Regions from separate parts of the Mus musculus genome. Here region 1 is linked to region 2. A link is a contact called in public Hi-C data. All regions are on one chromosome and are shown on one strand. The core of a region is the stretch at or near the end of the contact, and the rest is flanking DNA. Distances in the headings are between cores, read along the strand shown. Region 1 overlaps Kif28 (kinesin family member 28). Region 2 overlaps Smyd3 (SET and MYND domain containing 3).

Region 1 (4,976 bases), core at 466-2,965, 220 kb after region 2:
AAATTCACTAAGCTCAGCCCAGTCCCTGTGCTGGGCCCCTGAACATCCTGGGTCCTGAACACTCTTGGCTAATCCAAGAATGTGCTTCATCAACAATTAGAACCCAGGGAGCCATAGGCAAACTGCCCCACTATGTGCCACAGGCTGCGGTCAACTCACAGGGTTTCTGTTCCTGCCCCCACCTCCCATGTCACCACAGAAACTCAGGCATACCTGACTTACTCTCCATCTAAAATTTGAATTTAACTGAGTATCTTATGCTATTTTTATCTTGATGTTGGGGATTAGACCTGCTTTACCACAGGACTTCACCGCCACAGCTGTCTCAAGCCTTTGCCATTTTATTTCACAAAAGAAATTTTAAACAGGGGCTGGTGAGATGGCTCAGTGAGTAAGAGCACCCAACTGCTCTTCCGAAGGTCCAGAGTTCAAATCCCAGCAACCACATGGGGGCTCACAACCATCCGTAACAAGATCTGACTCCCTCTTCTGGTGTGCCTGAAGACAGCTACAGTGTATTTACATATAGTAATAAATAAATCTTAAAAAAAAAAAAGAAAAAAGAAATTTTAAACAGATTCTAATGAGGCTTGCACCAAGCCCAAAGTCCAGGACAGAGTGGATAGAACCCAGAGCCCCTCTGTGCACAACCCCTCCCAGAAATCTACTAGCCCAACAGTTACCCAGGGACAGCTTGCCTAGCCAGCCACATGCCAGGTGCAAGTGAAAGAACCTAGTGGGGAACCCCCCACCCGATTCTCGGCATGCACCCAAGAATCACGAACAGACATCTTGATGTAATTACATGAGGACGTTTAATTACGGAGCTCCGGACCAACATGCATCCCACATAGGAGATAACGGATGTCGGCCACGAGGCTCGAAAGCCAGGGGCTTTTATGGGGTAATGGGCTCAGGGGTGTGGAATTCAGCATAGCGACACACTATTGGCTTATTCAAACATTAACAGAAAGAACACAGGGCATCAGGACTTTGTTCCTGTGGGCTGGGGGCTTATCTTTGTTCACATAGCAACCAGTTGATGTATGACTTTACCCGGCGTCAAGGGGCAATAGACAGAGGGGAGATTCTGGCCAGATGGTGTTGACTTAGATAATATAGCCCTGCTGGTCCTTGCATACCTTTTTATCTTTACAGTCAAGATGTTCTTAGGAATGCCTTAATCAACAGCCTACAGTCAAGATGTTCTTAGGAATGCCTTAATCAACAGCCTACAGTCAAGATGTTCTTAGGAATGCCTTAATCAACAGCCCGGCTCTGGCATGCCTGGGGGCTGTTCTGCTTTGTTCTTAGTCCCAGGCTGGGGCCATGGGCTCTTAAACTCACAAGTTACAATATTTTATTTTCCTTCACAAGCCAACCCCCCCAGCCCCCTCAACCCCCCCACCCCCGCATAAGAACTACTTAGCTACTCCAGCTTTCTCCCTGCCCCTCTCCTCCCTCCTCCCCTCACCCTTCTCTCCCTCCACATCTCTCCATCTTTCTCCCTCCATCTCTCTGTCCGTCTCCTATTCTTCTCTTCTCTCCTCTCTCTTCCCATCCTTTTCTGTCCCCCTCCTTTCTCTGTCTCTACCCCTTTCCCAGGTCCCCATCTCTTCCCCCAATAAACTTCCTTTTGTACCAGGCCTGTCGCATGTACTAGGCATGTCCCCTCAGGGGAACGCCTCGGTGGCCTGGGGCCACTGAGCTGCTCCCTCCCACAACCTTATGCCACCTTTGATAAAACACAGCAAAGAGGGCTGGAGAGATGACTCAGCAGTTAAGAGCACCCAGCAACTACACGATGGATGGCTCACAACCATCTGTAATGAGATCTGATGCCCTCTTCTGGGGTGTCTGAAGACAGCTACAGTGTACTTACATATAATAAGTAAATAAATGTTTAAAAAAACACACACACACAACAAAAATTGCAGCAACAGGTGGGAGAAGAACATCTAGAATGTTCCTAAAGCCTGAGTTCCACCTACAGATCTGAGCTTGCATTACAGATACTGGGAGAAAATGCGGTGTGAAAAGGTACTGCCTCTGAGCCACGAAGGCTGGGAAGGGACCCTGGCTGAGAAGTGTCTGAAGGTCCCTTAGGAGAAGCACAACTGCACTGTAGGGTTTTGTTGCCTAGCTGGCTGGAGCTCTAACTCACTGAGATTCACCTGCTTCAGACTCCCAGATGCTGGGATTAAAGGCCACACACTACCACCTTTAAGGTCCATGATGTAATTTGTGATTATCCCTGTGAGAACAGCAAGAACAACTGCCGTGTTTATCCCTGCGTCCTTACTGTCAAGCCCACCCTCCAGCCCCTCCTCCCCTCTCCCGGGCCACTTGGTCCTCCCCACTGGACCCCCAGCCCAAACACCAAGCCATCAAGTAGAGCTGAACAGGGTTGTGACTCAGGACACAGAACATGATGACTAGGTACCCCCCACAAGCTACCCACCTCTCAGCATATCTCAGTGTCGACAAGGTTTCCTCATAACAGATGTCAGCTGGACTTAGGGCTGCAATCTGGAAAGGCCCCGGAGCAGACTTAGGTCATCAGGAGTTTATTACCATCGATGCTATTACAATAGCTAACATTGGGGCTGGGAGAATGACACGGACAGTAGGGTACTTGCTTTGCAAGCATGAGGTACTGAGTTTGATACCAGAACCCATATAAATATGCCACATGTACTGGAGCACACTTGTGAAGCAGAGGCAGGAGGACCCATGGAGCTTACTGGCCAGTGGTCTAATTGGTGAGCTCCAGGCCAACAAGAAGCCCAGTCTCAAAGGAAGTAGATGACATTCCTGAGGATGACCCTCCTGAGGTTGTCTGTCCTTTATACACACACACACAAACACACACACACACATGCACACACAGACACACATGGACATTCCCACCTATGCATACACAGACACCTCATGAACACACGTGCTGATAAAAAAAAAAGAAACTAATATTCACAAAACATTTTATGTAATTGTAGTGGCTATTCCTGGTTGTCAACTTGACTATATCTGGAATTAAAAGAAAATAAAACTTGAGACTTGTGATTCATGTAATGTATGTCAAGTAGCCCAAAGAGTTGTTTGTGAGCTTTAAAACCTGGGGCTGAAAAAATAGCAGAACAGGCCGGGACATGCCCGGGCAGGCCCATCGATACCTGTCCTGACTGGCCTGGTACCTCCCTATCTCCCGCCCTTCTGACAGTCTGTTGATGTTTAAATGGACCAATCATGTGAAACCACGCAAATTCCTCCCCCAGCCCCACCCCTTTTCTATAAAAGTCCCTAGCTTCCAAGCCTCGGGGTCGAAACCACTGTCTCCTGTGTGAGATACTTTTCGAACCGGAGCTCCGCCATTATGGCTCCACCATGTGGTCGACACCTCTGTCTCCTGCGGGAGATACGGGTCGGCCCGGAGCTCCGTCATTAATCTACCTCATGCTTTTACATCAAGATGGTTGTCTGTTCGTGATTCTTGGGTGCGCGCCAAACGGAAAATGAGTGGGGGTTTCCCCACTAGGTTCTTTCAGAATGAACCACAATCCAGAATTGGAAAGCTCACCAGTGTCCCTAATCTGGAGGCTGGGAGATAACAAGTTTCTGACCTGGATCTTCACATGGAGATCTTGAGGCATGGTGGCTATGAATTCTAAAAGATTAAGACAGGGAGATCTCTAAATTTAAGGTCATCTGAGTTTAAAGGCATGGTAACACACACCTTTAATCTGGGCCACACCTTCTGCTAGAGACCTACATAAGGACATTAGAAAAAGGAAGATATACCCTCTCTCTTCTCCTGTTTGCCTTGTGGAACTAAACAACTGCTAGATTCTTGGACTTCCATTCACAGCTGCTGCTGACCATTGTTGGGGAGTTGGACTACAGACTGCAAGTCATCAACAAATTCCCTTACTATATAGAGACTATCCATAAGTTCTGTGGTTCTAGAGAACTCTAATACAGAAGTTGGTACCAGGAGTGAGGTGGTTCTAGAGGAGCAGAAGTATAAGAATGAGTCTTTTAAAAATCTGGAGTTGGTTTGATAATTCACCAGCACCTTCAACTACTGAAACCTCTCCAGAGTCTCTCCCTCTTGGGAGCTCAGAGAATATTCAAGATCTGTGGTTGAAACTATATTTCAAGCTTAAAGAAGCTAATGCCCTTGATTATCTTGATGAATTAGGTGATTCTGTATACAAAACGTTCTACAAGATGGGGGAAAAAAACCAGAAAATGATTTTGCTGGGTGGTTGCTCTTAGCATCTCAGGGAACAAATGATGAAGGAAAAGAAGGAGTTGTATGATAAAATTGAATGACTCCAGACTCAAGTAAACAATCTAAAAGTTGCTAACTATGTCCTTGAGGAGAATCTTCTCTCCAGCAGCCACCGAGCTCAAGTTGCAGAAAATCAAACGGAAGCCCTTATTATAAGGTTGGCTAAATTACAGCAAAAATTCAAGTCTCAGCCTCAGAGGCTGTTAGCAGTTAAAGTAAGGACATTAATTGGCAAAGAATGGGATCCTATAACTTGGGATGAGGATGTGTGGGAAGACCCTGTTGAAGCTGAGAATTTTGAATCTTCAGATTCTCAAGGGTTTGCCCCACCAGAGGAAGTAGTACCCTTAGCCCCACCCCTTGAAATAATGCCTTCCTCCCATGAGGAAATTAATCCACTAGAGTCTGATAAACCAGCAATGACTTCAGCTGAAGAAAATGCCAGACAAGACAATACTGATGTTTCTCAAGGCCCACCAATAGTTTCTTCTAGACCTATAACCAGAATCAAGGCAAAGCAGGCCCCTAGAGGGGAGGCAGAAAGTGTAGTCCATGAGGAAATTCGCTACACTTCTAAGGAGCTTAATGAGTTTGCTAATTCATTCAAGCAGAAGCCTGGGGACTATGTGTGGGAATGGATTTTAAGGGCGTGGGATAATGGTGGAAGGAACATAAAACTAGAGCA
Region 2 (5,193 bases), core at 48-2,547:
TAACCAAGACAACCACGTGTCTGTACTATAACGAAGACAGCAGACAAAGCTCTCTCTGGAATAGTCACAGAGGACTATCCAATGGCCCCCCAGAGTGTCCTTAAAACACAAGGATGCATTATATACTCCCTAACATGACACACACCATCCAAGGACATGTCTCCATATAAGACTGAGCTCCAAACTGACGGTGCCTAGACCTCCCCAGTGATTCAAAAGGAGAAAGGGACATAGGAAATGATGGTGTGGAAATGCAATCTGAGACATACCAATCTGGGGAAAGCCAAGGATGAAAAGGGAGATGTTGTCAGTAACAGAAGACAGAGGGAATCCACAGAGTAGAAACACAACGCCAAGCAGTGGTAGCCACACTCCACTGTGCGTACACTAGATTGATCACTTCCTCGTGGCTAATTCTGTATATAAATTTCACCTTAACAAAAAAAGCCTTTAATAAATTAACCAACTATAAGCATATCACCCCTTAATTGGGCCCACCAGATGTGAAGAAACAAACAAAAAATAATAATGTGTCATATTTAAGAGACATTTAAGCACTGAGCAGACATTTTCTGGTACCACGGAACTGCTGTAGCTTAGCACCAAGACACATACCCATAATCCCAGTGACAGCGAAAGGGAAGGACACATGGGCCTTTCTCGAGCCTGGTGTGGTGGTACATGCCTTTAATGAGACAAAAGCAGGCGGATCTCTGAGTTCGAGGCCAGCCTGGTCTACAAAATGAGTTCCAGGGTAGCCAAGGGCTACACAGAGAAACTCCAAAAAAAAAAAAGTATTTTATCTTATATAAGTCTATTTTCCTGTTCAGCTGTAAAGAGCAGCCTGCATGTATATGCTATTAATGCCAGAGCACGTACTCACTATTAATGAGGTCTGTTTGTTCTGAGTTAATGCACCCCACCCAGATGCCCCGAGATGCATAGAGTTTGACACCAGCAGACGCTGACTCCGCTGGCAATCCAGGCAGTGCCTATCCCAGTCAGATGAATCTAGGCAGTGCCTATCCCAGTCAGATGATGAAGGGCTGAAGACAAGAGATGCAGATATTACAAGCCTCAGACCATGGCTGACTGACCACCTAGCCGTTTACACGAGTGGAGCTCTAGAGTGACCAGTGGCAGACTGCCTCTGGCCAGCTGGCTGCAGAGCACAGGTAAGGTAGCTTCTCCAGTGCCAGCTCCCTGAATCAAGTACAGTTTACTCAACTCCTCGCTCTGCCCATTGATGACAGTGGCGACAGACAACACCAGCTCTGGGGTTCCAGTCACAGCACTCACTACCTGGGAGGCTGAGCCAGGAGGATCAGGAGTTCAAGACTAGCCTTCTCCACACAGTCAGTTCTAGGCCAGCCTGGGCTACATGAGACTCTTTCTCAAAAACTGGCAGGTAGGTAGGTAGGTAACAGCTGAAGTTAACCTCTGGCCTATACACACACACACAGAGCACATACACACAGTGCACACACACACAGCTCGCACACACACACAGCACACACACACACAGCATGCACACACACAGCACACACACACACAGCACACACACCACAAATGAAACCAAGCTGTTCCAGGGCTTTGTGAACATAATAACTTGACGCTACAGGGGAAAACAAGAATGAGTCCCAAGAAATGAAAGCCACATACTCTCAGTAGAGCAGATAGATATGAAATAAGATCTTAGAACTCACCAGTCAGGGACAGAGGAGAAAGCATCGAACCACAGAATCAGATGGACCGAGGAACCACTGAGGGGCCCCGAGTTTCTAACCACAAGCAGATAACCCACATTTTGGCTTTCTTCTAACTTACCCTGTGACTGCCTGTACCCTGAAGTCCCACAGATTTTCAAAGATTTTACTCTTCACAAAAACAAAACTAATTTTCGATTGGACCCAGATGAATCTGTTTTCTTTAAGTTAGCAAGGTTAATGTGATCAAAGGAGGCTTTCCCTCTGATGACATGTACATCTCTACTAATTCCGTGAACTGTTGGCAATCGCTTAGAATCTAGTTTGCTCATGAAACATTCACATTAATTCAAGCAAAGCATTAAAGATCGTTACATAATGAGTCACACTGAAATGGCAGAGAAGCCAGGTGTAGTGGCTCTTGCCTGTAATCCCAGCTCTCACAAGGTAGAGCCAAAAGGATCAGGAGCTTAAGGCAAGCCTCGGCTATGCAGCCAAGTGGAGGCCAGCCTGACCTATATGAGATCTTGTCTGACTAAGAAAGAAAGAGATGAAATGAGGGGGCAGTGAAAAGACCGCTAAGGGGTCTAGGAGATGTGTTTGTGAGTAAGGAACTTGTTGGACACAATTGTAGCCCTGGGCTTAGAGTCCCAGCATCCACGTAAAAAGAACAGACATATACACAAACACACAAGTCATGCCAAACACACCCACAAATACACACATGCACTCATGCACACATACACACTCATGCACATGTACCCACAAGAATGCCCATGCACAAACACAAGCTCCCCTGCCCCTCTAAAAGCTGAAGGTCTTTTTAAGAGGGCGGGGATATGCATGATTACATAATTATATTCTCTGATACAATGTGTCTCTCAAAGCTTTCTTATAGACCACGGTGCAATTAAGATGACACAGCACAGGAAAAAAACTCAGCTGACATAACAAGGCATGGTAAACATGGTAATTGGTATCTTTCTCTTTTTTCTCTTTTGCTTGGGACCTGCTCCTTTCGCAACCCAAGTAATTTTCCTAGTTTCAGACAGCGATGCACATTTTTTAAATGCATCATTATTTATTCATACTTTTAAAAGATGTCAGTCAGAAGAAGTGTGTTGGAGAAAACATAATTTCAACCTGAATATGAGTAGCCACACCTCACCTGGGAGGGATTTATAAGTGAAATCTTGTCTGTACATTTTTTGCAATTCCTGGAACAGTTAGTTTTAATAGCAATGTTGTACTGTCACCAAATAACAGAATTACTATTCACATATGAGACATTTCCACAGAAAACAGAAAGATAGCAGGGGCTGAAATCAGGTACAATTTGCTATTTAATTTAGGCAAATTAAAACCCCTCCAGTCAAGCCGGGCGTGGTGGCGCATGCCTTTAATCCCAGCACTCGGGAGGCAGAGGCAGGTGGATTTCTGAGTTCGAGGCCAGCCTGGTCTACAGAGTGAGTTCCAGGACAGCCAGGGCTATAGAGAAACCCTGTCTCGAAAAAACAAAACAAAACAAAACAAAACAAAACCCCTCCAGTCTTCAGTTTCCTAATCGATTAAAATTTGACTTATACCAAAAAAAATTTTCAGAAAACTCTAGATGATTAAATGAGGTCACACACACAAAAAGCCAGTGGCACCATATCAGACACACAGCAAGTCAGACACACAGCAAGCCAGACACACAGCAGTATTCCATGCACCTTACCCCTGCTGTGATTGTCACTATGCGTGTTTGCTGGTGGTCTTAGGTGACTCCTGTGTAAAGGTCTTTCAACCTTGAAGACAGATGGATGAGCAGACAGGTGGATGGACAGAGAGAAGGAAGATGGGAGGGGGGAAGGAGAGGAAAGAGACGAATGAACTTACCAATACATACGCTATCTCAGGCTTTGTGCTCAGGGCTGGACATTATTCTGTAACGTAACTGTTTTCATTACTGTCGACCCATTTTACTGAGAGAAAAGGGGCTCACTCCTAACTTACCACGCTCATACAGTAGATGGCATAACCAAAGCCTTAAGCAGAAACGAATTGTACTGCCCCTCAACACACAGGACTTTGTGAACCAGCCCTCAAGAATGGATAGTACAAGAGCCAGTAAGATGCCTCAGTGGATAAAGGTGCTTGCCACTAAATTTAACGACCTAAGTTTAATCCCTGGGACCCACCTCAGAGAGAAATGACTCCCACAAGTTGTCCTCTGACCTTTAAATAAATGCATGTGGTGTCATGAATACATGCCTGCATGAATGCATTAAATTAGTAAATGTAACTTTTTAAAATTAATTTTGTAAAAATGTAGAGTCAGTCACTGTGGAACATGGGTGGACCATGTGAGATCAAGACCAGGCTGGTCTACAGAGAGCATTCCAGGCCAGCCAGGGCTACCTAGTAAGACCCTGTCTTTTTTAAAAGAATTTTTTTTCAACACTAATAGATGTTAGGCTGAATGTGATGGTAGATTGTTAAGGCAAAGGGATCATGACTTCAGGTCAAGCTGGCCTACCTAGCAAAAGTGTCTCAAAAGACTGGGTAATATCAGATTCATGGCCACTGTCAGTGATGCTGAGTTGTAAGTAACTATGGTAACTCAAGAATTTTCCAATCAAAAAGGAACCAAAAGCACTTAATTCTAATCCTTGAGTTAATTGATCCTTCACTTCTACAACAGCCTGGGATAAGCATGTTGCATGCATGTAACAACCTGGGATGAACATGTTGCATGTATGTAACAACCTGGCACAGCATGAACTTTGACCCTCACCGCAATCCCACTGCACAGTAGAAATATCTCATTTTATAAATGAAGATGAACACTGGTCCGTCCCAGGTCACACATCTGGCAAGCAGAAGTATTCAGATGTAAGTTGTCCTGTCCCAAATACAGTGTCATCTGTCATTACTATGTAGAAACATAGATGGACAAACAGCCTCTAGGTTGGTGTATAGCTCAGTGGTTGAGTGCGTGCCTGAATGCCGTCCTGCATTCCATCCCTGGCACTGCCACCCAAAGTTATTTCACCTCAAGAAAAGTGAGCTTGCACTTGTAATCCCAGCGTTCACAAGCCTGAGGCAAGGGGACTGCCTGGCCTAGGCTATACAGTTCTAGGCCACCCTAGTTTAATCTGTCTCAGGGGTTCTCAACACGCCTAATGCTGCGACTCTCATGGTGTGGTGACCCCCAAACATACAAATATTTTCATTGTGACTCCATAACTATAACTTTGCTACTGCCATGAACAGTAAGTATCTGTAAGTATTTGTGTTTTCTGATGGCCTGAGGTGACCCCTGTGAAAGGGTCATTCAACCTCCCAGACGGAGAAAAGGAAGATGAGGAGGGAGAGGAAAGAAATGAACGTAAGGAAACAACACTAGCCCCTGGACCTAAATGGAAGGCAGAGAATCTCCAAGGTAACAATAAACAGAAGGAGAGACCAAAAGCCAGTGGTGGCGCACACCTTTAATCCCTAG

What was found. A called contact is a pair of places that touch in the nucleus more often than the background predicts.
Region 1: a Hi-C map of the G1E-ER4 cell line shows a contact between it and region 2, with 4 times the contacts expected there. The contact joins two enhancer-like sites. A contact is called at or near these places in 6 of 484 Hi-C or Micro-C datasets (the BV-2 cell line, the G1E-ER4 cell line, centroblasts and 3 more) and 1 of 9 other capture datasets (adipose tissue).

What each region holds. Positions count from the first base shown.
Region 1 is chr1:179,714,251-179,719,226 of GRCm38.p6, forward strand. Kif28 (kinesin family member 28) reads right to left here. Exons shown (of 23, transcript NM_001370897.1): 8 at 2,462-2,529. Among named protein-coding and RNA genes, the nearest start is that of Kif28, 28 kb to the right of the region's middle. Within about 2 kb of position 1,716, at least 11 of the 459 cell types and tissues checked have an H3K27ac peak or open chromatin away from gene starts, as enhancers often do. A contact at or near this core is called in the G1E-ER4 cell line, where this site is marked.
Region 2 is chr1:179,491,369-179,496,561 of GRCm38.p6, forward strand. All of the region lies in intron 1 of Smyd3 (SET and MYND domain containing 3), which reads right to left. Among named protein-coding and RNA genes, the nearest start is that of Smyd3, 24 kb to the right of the region's middle. Within about 2 kb of position 1,298, at least 21 of the 459 cell types and tissues checked have an H3K27ac peak or open chromatin away from gene starts, as enhancers often do. A contact at or near this core is called in the G1E-ER4 cell line, where this site is marked.